Linked DNA regions of Mus musculus: all the other regions are linked to region 3. A link is a contact called in public promoter capture Hi-C data. All regions are on one chromosome and are shown on one strand. The core of a region is the stretch at or near the end of the contact, and the rest is flanking DNA. Distances in the headings are between cores, read along the strand shown. Region 1 holds the start of Wfdc12 (WAP four-disulfide core domain 12). Region 2 holds the start of Wfdc10 (WAP four-disulfide core domain 10). Region 3 holds the start of Sdc4 (syndecan 4).

Region 1 (3,268 bases), core at 35-2,534, 250 kb before region 3:
TAATAAAGTTTAATAGTTTTTCCAAAAAAATGTATATTTCCAGAATTATTCATGCATGTATATGTACATACATATACATACACACACAAACACACAAACAAACATACACACACACACACACACATACACACACACATAATATTGAACAAGGATTTTTTTTTAAACTATTAAGTTGTATTAGTCTATTTGGACCACTGTAACAAATTACCATAGACTGAATGGCCTATAAACAACATTTATTTCTCAGAGTTCTGGAGGTTGGGGAGTCCAAGATCAAGGTGCCCAGAGATCCAGTATCTGGAAAGGCCTGGTTTCTGGTCTTTGTATCTTCTTGCTGTGTCCTTCCACGGTGGAAGCAGTCCTCTGAGGCCATTTTTATGAGATATCACACCTTACTCTGAGGGATCTGTCTACAAAAGAGGAGGAGAACCCGCTGAAGAGGGATGCTCACACTGGGGACAGGCTGGATGGATAGGCTGTTCCTTCTTTTGCACACAAGGACTCGGAGACCAGGTTGCCCACGGGCTGCCCGTTTCTCCCATACTTTAAGCCTGTGGACCCCCGGGGCAGGTGCTAGGTGACAGCAAGTTTAGAGGAGGAAAGGACAGAGTGGGACTTGTGTGAGCAGTCCTGGGAGGAGGGAAAGCCCAGGGGCTTTCACCTGATTCTGCTTGGTTGACATCCCTGTCACGCCTTCCCCTTTGTACAAAGGAGACGGTCAAGGCCTCTGGTCTCTGAGATCCCATAAGCTCACCCCAGTCTCTCTGCCCCTTGACTCCAAGAATCGCTCGCTCTTCCATGCTTCCAGGAGACAGAGACTGGGGAGGTGGGAGGGCCGCGCACAGCACTGGGAGCTACTTACTCTTCACTGTTGTCTTTCACCGGCAGCACGCATTTGAAGCCACATTGCCAGAAGCAGCATATCTCCTGATCTCCACAGTCATTGTCACTGTAACACTGGGGATCATCTTGCCTGATGCAGCGGACGTAGTCGGGCGGGCAAACTCTTTTCTCTTTATTTGGTGGAAGAAGGCACAAGGTGAGTGGTGGGGGTAAGGGGTGGGGTGGTATCGGCAGGGGGGGTGTGTGGGTGGGCACTCCATCCCTTCCTATAATCTGGGAGTTCCCATCCCAGCTCTAGGCAGCTCGCCTGTACCCACTTACCCTCGCCTTTGACTCCACCTCCCGTTACCAGAGTAGAGGAAATAAGGAGCGTCATGAGGACCAAGATACTGTTTGGCCACATGTTGCTGTGAGGCTGAGACTGAGGCTGGTGCTGGTGCTGGTGCCGAGGCTGGTGCTGGTGCTGGTGCCGAGGCTGGTGCTGGTGCTGGTGCTGAGGCTGAGGCTGAGGCTGGCTTTCTACTGTTTCTGCTGGGCGTGGCAATGGGCAGGGCTGAAGGTTTGCTGATGACAGGGGAAGCCTGTGCTTTCCAAGCCCTGTCAGAAATGGCCACCATTTTGAGGGAGGGACTTGGGGTCCTTCCAAGATTTCCTAACTGTGAGATCCTCTGTTTGCACAAGAAGTCTCTGCACAAAGGGCACCCTAGGACACACAGCCTGGCGGCACGTGGCAGGACCCATTTTCTTCAAATCTGATGTTCACTATTGAGCCCTCTTTCGGGGTGGCCCGCCCTAGACAGAGGTCTTACTTCTTCCTGTCATATCTGAACTGGTCCTCAGCTTTTTCCTCACCCCAAGGAGGGCTCTGTCACTATGTGCTCCAAACCACGCCACCCCGTTACTTTAATGTTTTTAAAGCCTATTTTTAATGATGGTTCTTAAACACTTTAACTTCCTTTCTAGCCCACTGCCCACCAGAAGTAGTGGAAAAGAAAGGATACGGGGGAAGTGGACCTGTTTAGAAAGGGTTCTTGGGAGCAACTCCTATCTGCACCGTCAGGAAATCAGCAGTTCAGTGCACAGGAGTCAGCAGCGGCTCGATCCACTCCCAAACACTTCATGGCTACACCAGCCATCCAGTTCGGTAGAATCAGGATAGCTAACACGAATCAGCAGCAGTGTGACTACCTAGCAGAGACAGGCAGGCTTCGGCCTCGGCACAAGTCAGCAGGAGGGACGAGGAGGAACGCCAGGAGAAGTTCCAATCAGCCAAGCAAAGGTTAGCAAAGATCAGCAAAGATGCAAGACCACCAAGCATTTAGCTATGTAAGCAAGCCAAACTCCCTCCCATTGCTGGTCGAGCCTACTTTATACTTCCTCCACACATGTCTCCCCGCAGCACATGAGTCTGTCTAAGCTGGCATCAAGCTGCCAATTATCCAGAATCTGCAGAAGTGAAAGAAGCTGAAACAAGCCACAGCACACCACCAAAAGTTTTTTGGTGCATTTCTCTCTATGGAAGTCCCAGCAAATGCAGGTCAACTACACAATGTAAGACGGACCAATACCCGTGTTTCATTAGGGAAGAATCCATCACATATCCTTTCACGTGCTTGCTTTAGCAGACCATCCTTTCACTGGTGTCTGCTTCAGCGAAATGTTTCTACATGAGTCTGCCTCCGCTTTTTACCTGTGGCCACTTCAGGAAAACACTTCATGTGTTTGCCCCAGCAAAACACCATCTAACATAACTGACTCTCCAAAGAGCCCTTAAGTTTCCACTTCATCACCCCTACACACCACAGGTGGAAGCAGACCTTGGCCCTGTCACTAGTTGTGTGACCGAAGGCTCTTCCTTCCTAAAACTCACTTTCCTTATTCATAAAATGGATCTGCTGGTTCTATTTCATTCATAGGAGTTATGTTTTATTTCCTGAAGTGCCTCTCCCAACCCACTCAGCTCTTACATCTTGGACTCCGGGTTGCCTCCCTTCAGAGATAGGAATCCCTTATGGACTCTGAGATTGGGGACCTTTCGGGAGGGGAGCCTACAGGCAGAGTGATGCTTATGCGTATGGTGCAAGATAGCTCTACAGATGGAAAAAAGTCCTGCACAAGCCCAGACACTGGGGAGAATAAATTAATAAAATGTTAATGAAAAGAAGAGATGAGAAAAGAGAGTGCTTTTGAGGAAGTCCTTTCCTCTTTCAGCAGTTCCCCAAGGTCAGCCATGGACCTTTTTGCTTAAGCTGGTGTTTTCCTTGAGTTTGCTACCTGGAGTTTTGAGTGAGGTTTGTATTTGAGAATGGGGTGTGCCTACTTCCTGGAGTATAAAAGAGACTGATTTGAAATCAAGTAGAGAGAGGGAGGATCCTTCCATCAGGCTTCCTATTGGGCCATGAATCTTGGCTCCCTAGTCTGTCTG
Region 2 (3,461 bases), core at 921-3,420, 210 kb after region 3:
GGAGTCAAAGGCACCTGCCTCTGTTGGTAGTGATGTTTTTTGAGAAATGGTCTCACCATGTAGCCCAGGTTTGACAGCCCTCTTGCCTCAGCCTCCTGCACGTTAGAACTGCAGGATCGTCTTCGGCTTTGGGTCATGCATCCTCTTTTACTTCGCATCCTGCTCAGTGTTGGTTCTCCTTTGATGGGCCAAGTACAAGCTAACACAAACGCTCTCCAGGTTTCACAGAGGTAAAGAAACTGGATAGGGAAGGTGTTTATAAAAGCTAAATGGCCCTCTAGCAAACAAGGAAGGAAACAGAGGGATCAACCCTACAGTCGGGATCTTGCCACAGAATCGTTGCTTGGTGGATGGAGAAATGTGTTCACCAAATGCCTGAGAGAAGGACAGTAGGAGCTGGAGAGGTGACACAGGGGTAAGAGAGACTGCTGGGCAAACGTGGGACCTGAGTTCAGATTCCAGCACTCACATTTAAAAAAAACCCTAGCAGTGCCACATAGACCTGTAGCCCCAGTGTTAAAGGCAGATGGGAAAAGGGAGCATTAGCCACATAGGCAGGATGAAAAATGGCAATCTCCAAGTTCAGTGAAAGACTCTATCTCAAGGGGATGAGGTAGGGAGTGACAGAGAAGGGTACCCAATGTCCTCTTCTGTTACACACACACACACACACACACACACACAGATACACACACACAGATACACACACATACAGATACACACACACACACAGATACACACACACACACACACACACACAAAGAGGTCTAGCACTCTCAAAGAGCAGACTCCTCTCAACTTGGCCTACAGGATTACAGGTGTGTGTGTGTGTGTGTGTGTGTGTGTGTGTGTGTGTGTACACTGGTGCTCTGCACAGTATATGCTAAGACTGCACACACTTGGCCAAGGAGGACGAACCGTACAAAGACAGAGCTCGGGGTTTGGAAGCCCCAGTGTGACAGTGTGGGAACACACTGAGGGGAAACTGATGAGGAGGAAAATGGTACCTGCTGTGGTTTGTAGTCTGTTCCCCAAAGGTTCCTGTGCTGGAGCCGTGGTCCCCAGAGTAACAATAGTAAGAGGGATATAACCTTTAAGAGGTGGGGCCAAGCCGGAGATATGTAGGTCCTCTGGTATGCAGAGATGGGGGTGTGGGGCATGAAGGTGGGCATATTGGGGACTGAGAATTCAGAGGCAGTGGGTGGAGAAGGTTGAGAACGGATAGGATCAATACACATTATACACAGGTATGAGGTTGTCAGAGGATAAAGAAAAGATATTTTAAAAAGCCAGGAACAAAATTTCAGAGTCTTTACGGTGCTGCGGATGGATCTGGATGTGCAGACTGTAACCATCTCCTGGGCACTCCTCAATCCCTGCTCATCCCTTCCTTGCCTGCTGCCCACAGCCCCACCTTGCTCAGCCTTGAGCATCTTGCAGAACATCGTGAATTAGGACATACATGATGGTGTGTGTGTGACATAAGTGAAATCACTGACGGAAAGGCATCTTGGGAGACGGTTACAGGATTAAATAAAAAGGGCAGAAGATGGGTCTGAGCCAAAACGAGACTCTGTGTGGCGTGCCCGGGGAAACTGAGATAATAGCGAACCAGGATCGAGGCTGGAAAGGCGGCTCGGTGGTAATGAGCACCTGCTATTCTCGCAGAGGACGGGGGTTCAGTTCCCAACTGTGGATAATGCTAGTTCCAGGGGATCTGATGTCCTGGTGTCACGTGTGGCGAGCACGCGCGCGCGCGCACACACACACACACACAGACACACACAGAGTAAATCTTTTTAAAAATGAGTCTATTTTATGGACACTAGAGGTAAACATCAGAATTCCTCACCAACCCTAAGACTCACAGCTTCAGCTCCAGACAGCCCGGCAGGACCCTGAGAGCCTTCTGTTTCTACCAACAATCCCGGCTCTGGCTCACAGACATTTGCCTCCAGGTCAGCTTTATCTGCAAACACTTTACTCAATCTCCTGAGCCCTAAACTATATATATCGTGAGGAAATTATGTTAGCGCGAAGAGGGGGCTGAAAGAGATCTCGTTTATGAGAAAAGCCACAGAGAAAAAGGGCAAGGGGCAAGAAAAGGGGAAGAAACAGGACGGCTACTGCTCTGCCCTGATTTGGCCAGCAGAGGCAGTAGAGAGGCCCCGTCCTGCTGTGGGAAAGTCTGCCATCCAGACTAGATCTGAGCTCACCGCCTGGGTCGCAGTTATGCTGTCCAGGAATCTGCTGCTCTTCCTTGGTGTGCTGTTGCTGCTTTCCCTAGCCGACGGAGGGGTCCAGCGAAGGCAGAGATATGAAGGTAGGTGGTTGGATGAGTAGGGTTTGTGGGTAGCTGGCAAGGAGCAACTGAGAACAGACCCAGAAGGGATACGACTGCATACTCTGCTCCGCAGTACTGTCCTGACTCTGGGTGACCACGGCCCCTCAGCTATGGTTCCGGACACAGTGATAAGGTGCACAGTGAACGTGCGATTCTCACCCTTTGTTCCAAAGATTCAGAAACAAACGGTGATGGAAGGGGCCCCATGGTTGAAAATCCAGGGGGCAAACTTTCGTACTTGGGAGGGCTTAAACTCTCAGAGGTGTTCAGTGGGGAAGAGGGGTGTAGAAATGGGCATAGGTGCAGAAACCAAAACATTGATCATGAAAGAGGTAGGGATGGAGTTGCCACCTGGGGTGGGGGGTGGGGGTGGGTAAAAAGTAAATGATGAAGAGGACAGAACACTTCACTAGACAGCAAGACAGCAGAGGAAACAGAGAGGCTGGAGGCCGATTTGTTAGCCTCACGGACCCTGAGAATTCTAAGGAGCTGAAAGGGTCCGTGAACTACCTCCGGTTTCTATGAGCCGGGTAAGAATACACATTTCACAGAGATGGCGCCATTGCGGCTCTTTCTACTAGGAGAGATTGGTCGTGGGTGTAGGTATGAGGAAGAGGAAGAGGGGACCCAGACACGAATAGCTATAGGGAGGTGGTGAGATTATCACGGGGCATGAGATTTAAAACACAACTGATCAGCAGGACTGAGCACAAACAGAAAAGTTGCCTGGGAAAATGCAGGCACAGCGGGAGTGTTCAGCACACTGCTGGAACTTTAAGCTCAAGAGGGATTCTCTCCAGGCAGCCACTCTGCTCACCTACCTGACCGTCCCCCTTTTTGTAGCACCAGTTCACACTGAGATCAAGGAGTGTGAGGGGAAGCCCAAACGGTATCTGTGCAGCCGCCATTGTGAAGCCCACCAAGACTGCCAAGCAAATAACATCTGCTGCTCCGCTGCATGTGGCAATGTTTGCGTGAACCTGTTGGATAAAGACGTATGGGAGATGCCTGTCACCCCTCCCTCTGACTATGTCTACCCAGAGAGTGGGTCCCCGCCCAGCTTTGAAGGAGATATGATTCTGCCTGGAATTACCTTGTCATCTCTCACCACTGCTGT
Region 3 (3,481 bases), core at 12-2,511:
CAGGAAGCCATCAGAGCAGAAACCAGCATGCAATGGGTTCCGTACCTAACTGCAATTGTGCTAGAGAGTGCATACACTCTCATCTCGAGCCTCCTGAACATAATCAACTATTCCCTAAATAAGCCCAGAGAAAAGGTGGCTTTCAAAAGAACATTAATGATTAAACTCCAGAGTCTCACTCCCCCTAAAACTTAGACTAACGGTACAAATGGCCCGTGCTCATGGGTCAGACCACCCTCTCCCAGGAACTGTCATGCCCTGTAAATTCCCTTGCCTCCTAAACGCCTGCTAGGACTGAGCTGATCCGGCCCTAGATCCTTGTTGACTCTGATCCTGAAAAGGAAAGGTTTCTTTAGGTTCCCTGGGATCTTTTCTCCTCTAGATCCTTCTCCGCACTCAGGTGGGTGCCTCAATTTCCCCGTGTGCGGTTTCAACCAAAACACTTCCCACAAAACAGTTGAAGCTCAATCTCTAGCCTGGAGCTGATCGGAAAGTTATCCTTTAAGTCCGCTCTGGAAAAATAAGGAACCCTACTTTTTGGACAGCCTAAAGCAGGAAGGGTCACCTCATGATATGTTCTGTAGATAGGTCAGGTGACCTTAGAAGGAGGTGATCTTGCCCCTTAAGTCAGTCGTACCAAGACTGTGGCCAGAACGAAGGCCAGGATTCAGTCTTCTCCATTCCCCAGGGTTTGTGAAACGGGGTCCTCCGCACAGCCCTAAAGTGTTCCAGCTCCCGAATACAAGCTGCCCACCCCGTCCCCAGACCATCTCAGATTCGAGCCTCCTGCTATGGACACCCAGAGGGCCACTCCGCGCGCAGCGCCAGCACTGGGATCACAAAGTAGGGGTGAGGGTGTGGGAGGAGAAAAGTTGACACCAACTTAGTCACGTCCCACCCGGGAGCCCAGAGGCCAGGCTGAGTCCAGAGCTCAGAGCAACAGGCTAGGGGTGCACGGCGCGTGGAAGAGTCTCCGGCAGCCTTCTCGAGACCCAAGAGCAAAGTTTCCTCACAAAGTTTTCCCTGTCTCGGCGTCCAGAGGGGGTTGGGGGGAGGGAGCACAGTTCGCGATGCACCCTACTCCCTCCGGATCCCGGGATTTGAGGGGACAAAGAAGGCACCCCCCAATTCTCCCCCCTCCAAGACATCCTTCAAATACATACCGACTCTCCGGGGACCAAGGGGAAGCCTCCGAGGAGCAGCAGCAGCAGCGGCGCAAGCAGGCAGGCAGGCGCCATGGCTTCAACAGCGCAAACCAGTGGCCCGGAGCGGGCGCGCAGCCCTTCTTATAGGCAGCAGCCCTGCCCCGCCCCCAGTGCTCGCCCGCACCGCCCGGAATTCCCCCGGGAAAGCTTAGGCCTGCGGGGTGCTGCGCTGGGCAAGCTGGAAACCACTGGGGTGGGACCCAACCCGCCCGGGGACCCGCCCACAGCGTGCCTGCCGGCTCCAAACTGACCTCAATCTGTAGCTCCAGGAGCTGCAGCCCATGATAGTTAACCGATCTACTGCGAGGCAGTCTGCCTAAAATCCGAGGATCACTGCTTAGCCCCCAATTTATAGCTGGGGAAACTGAGGCCCATAAACGGGGTAGGATTGACTAGGGGTCTGCTGTTTTTACCAGTCTTCAAAGCGGATGCGCTCCGCTTTGTCAGGGAGTATTCCCCAAGTGGCGCTTGAATTCGGATAGTTTTTGATTAGCAACTCTGAACCGACAACGACGAAATGGTTCAAGTTTTTCCAGGCCTGCTGTCGAAATTATTCCAACCCCAGGGCGCCAGCGCAGAAGCAGCTGGAAAGACAAAGGAACGAGCCTGCCTGTGCACTAAACAGTGTGATTTATCAACTGAAGTGTGAATTGTGTGTAATACTCACGTGTCACGAAATAGTCTTACTCTTTTGACTTGTCCTCTCAATTGACTCTCTTATTTCTCAAGGCGGCTTCTACACCGGATCCAAGAATGTTGCTTCTAACACCATCCTAACAAAGTAGGTAATGGTAAGATTCTTTAGTCCCACCCTCAGCACAGATACTGATGGAATCAATAATCGAAAAACTGAAGGACACACACACACACACACACGTGATAGGGAAGGGCTGTCATCCTGGCATTTGAGATACTGAGGCAAGGGGACAGTCGGAGTTTAAAATGAGCCAGCTGGTGTCAGTGTGAAACCCTGTCTTTAAAAAAGTAGGGGGAGGGGCATGCTAGAACCATCAATCAAAACTTTTGATCTTTGACATACCGATACATTGTTCTAAGGGTACATTTGTGCATACATAATGTGGTTTTGGAATTAGGGCATTTTGGCCTGTCTTAGGATATTCTGAATTCACATACTTTCCAAGGTAAATATGACCCCTCGCCCCTGTTCCTCTTTGAATTGCCTAAACTAACCCTAACTCACTATGTCCCAGCTCAGCACTACCTCCTCCATAAGAATACAGGCAGGGCATACTCTGTCCTGTTCTATTCCTTGGCTTTCCTTATTCTAGCCCTTAATTATTTTCTGAGAATTAAAGTCTCTTGTGGCAGAGAGCTTTGAGAGAAAAACAGTTTTCCAATACTGACCGTGGGTTTATCTTGCCCCAGACTTAACGGTGAGCAATTGTTCTCAATTATTTGAATATACTTCCCTAAAAGTTGGGCACTGAGAAAATAAATGAATCACTCTAACTAGAATAAGAAACTCTTTCTCATAAGCCGGGTGTGGTGACATGTGCCAGTAGATTTCTGAATTCAAGACCAGCCTGGTCTACACAATGAGTCAGGGCTATGTAGAGAGACCCTGTCTCAAAGGAAGGAGGATGACAAGGAGAAATCCTTTCTTATTAGGCATGGTTTTATAGGAGAGGCAGCCAGATCTCTGAGGCTGAGGACAACTTGTTCTATAGTTCAGGTTCCAGGCCAACCAGAGCTATGCAATAAGAGAGAACCTGTCTCAAAAGTAAAGAAATAAGTAAATAAATAATAGAAAGAAAACGTTTCGCAATTCAAATGGTTTCCAGTCTTTCCATGGATTTGGCTAAGTTGGCCCAGGATGGCCTTAAACTCATCCCACCCTACCTCAGTGTCCCAAGTAGCTGGTAAACAAGCCTAGGCCAGGCCAGGTTGGTGTAAACAATCTCAAGAACATAAATAATGAAGATATAGCTTATGTTTTATATTGATGGCTAACATTATGTTGGTGGATAACATTTTGTTGATGGCTGACCTTATGTTATTTCAAAGTTTAAATATTGTTGTGCTTAAGAGAACTATAAAGCAAAACTGGACCTCTGAATGTTAAGGGCCGCTAAGGGTTGTTTCTGTAATTGCCCGGGCTTGTACAACTTTAACAAAAGGGTTGTTTATGCAAGATAATGGCTCACAAGGTCAAGCAGCATTTCTGCTTCTGTAAACAAAAGCTTGTTTTTGCTGGAGATAGCATGAACACCTGGAAGATATACCTTTTAAAAAACAGGATGTTATTTTAAAACCCC

The links. Capture Hi-C pulls out chosen DNA fragments and counts their contacts.
Region 1: a promoter capture Hi-C map of adipose tissue shows a contact between it and region 3. The contact joins the promoter of Wfdc12 here to the promoter of Sdc4 in region 3. A contact is called at or near these places in 2 of 39 promoter capture datasets (the 3T3-L1 cell line and neutrophils) and 1 of 9 other capture datasets (adipose tissue).
Region 2: a promoter capture Hi-C map of liver shows a contact between it and region 3. The contact joins the promoter of Wfdc10 here to the promoter of Sdc4 in region 3. A contact is called at or near these places in 4 of 39 promoter capture datasets (HPC-7-derived erythroid cells, cranial neural crest, embryonic stem cells and 1 more), 1 of 115 datasets of contacts at active chromatin or transcription factors (embryonic stem cells) and 1 of 9 other capture datasets (liver).

The regions. Positions count from the first base shown.
Region 1 is chr2:164,189,274-164,192,541 of GRCm38.p6, forward strand. Wfdc12 (WAP four-disulfide core domain 12) reads right to left here and starts at 1,285. Exons shown (of 3, transcript NM_138684.2): 1 at 1,165-1,285; 2 at 863-1,013; 3 at 1-410. The coding sequence starts at 1,246. The coding sequence ends at 386. It overlaps A730032A03Rik (a long non-coding RNA gene), which reads left to right. Exons shown (of 4, transcript XR_003954086.1): 3 at 889-1,039.
Region 2 is chr2:164,653,876-164,657,336 of GRCm38.p6, forward strand. Wfdc10 (WAP four-disulfide core domain 10) reads left to right here and starts at 2,171. Exons shown (of 2, transcript NM_001039501.2): 1 at 2,171-2,323; 2 at 3,188-3,461. The coding sequence starts at 2,233. It overlaps Wfdc9 (WAP four-disulfide core domain 9), which reads right to left and starts at 1,091. Exons shown (of 4, transcript NM_001160414.1): 1 at 1,008-1,091.
Region 3 is chr2:164,441,927-164,445,407 of GRCm38.p6, forward strand. It overlaps Sdc4 (syndecan 4), which reads right to left and starts at 1,262. Exons shown (of 5, transcript NM_011521.2): 1 at 1,164-1,262. The coding sequence starts at 1,238.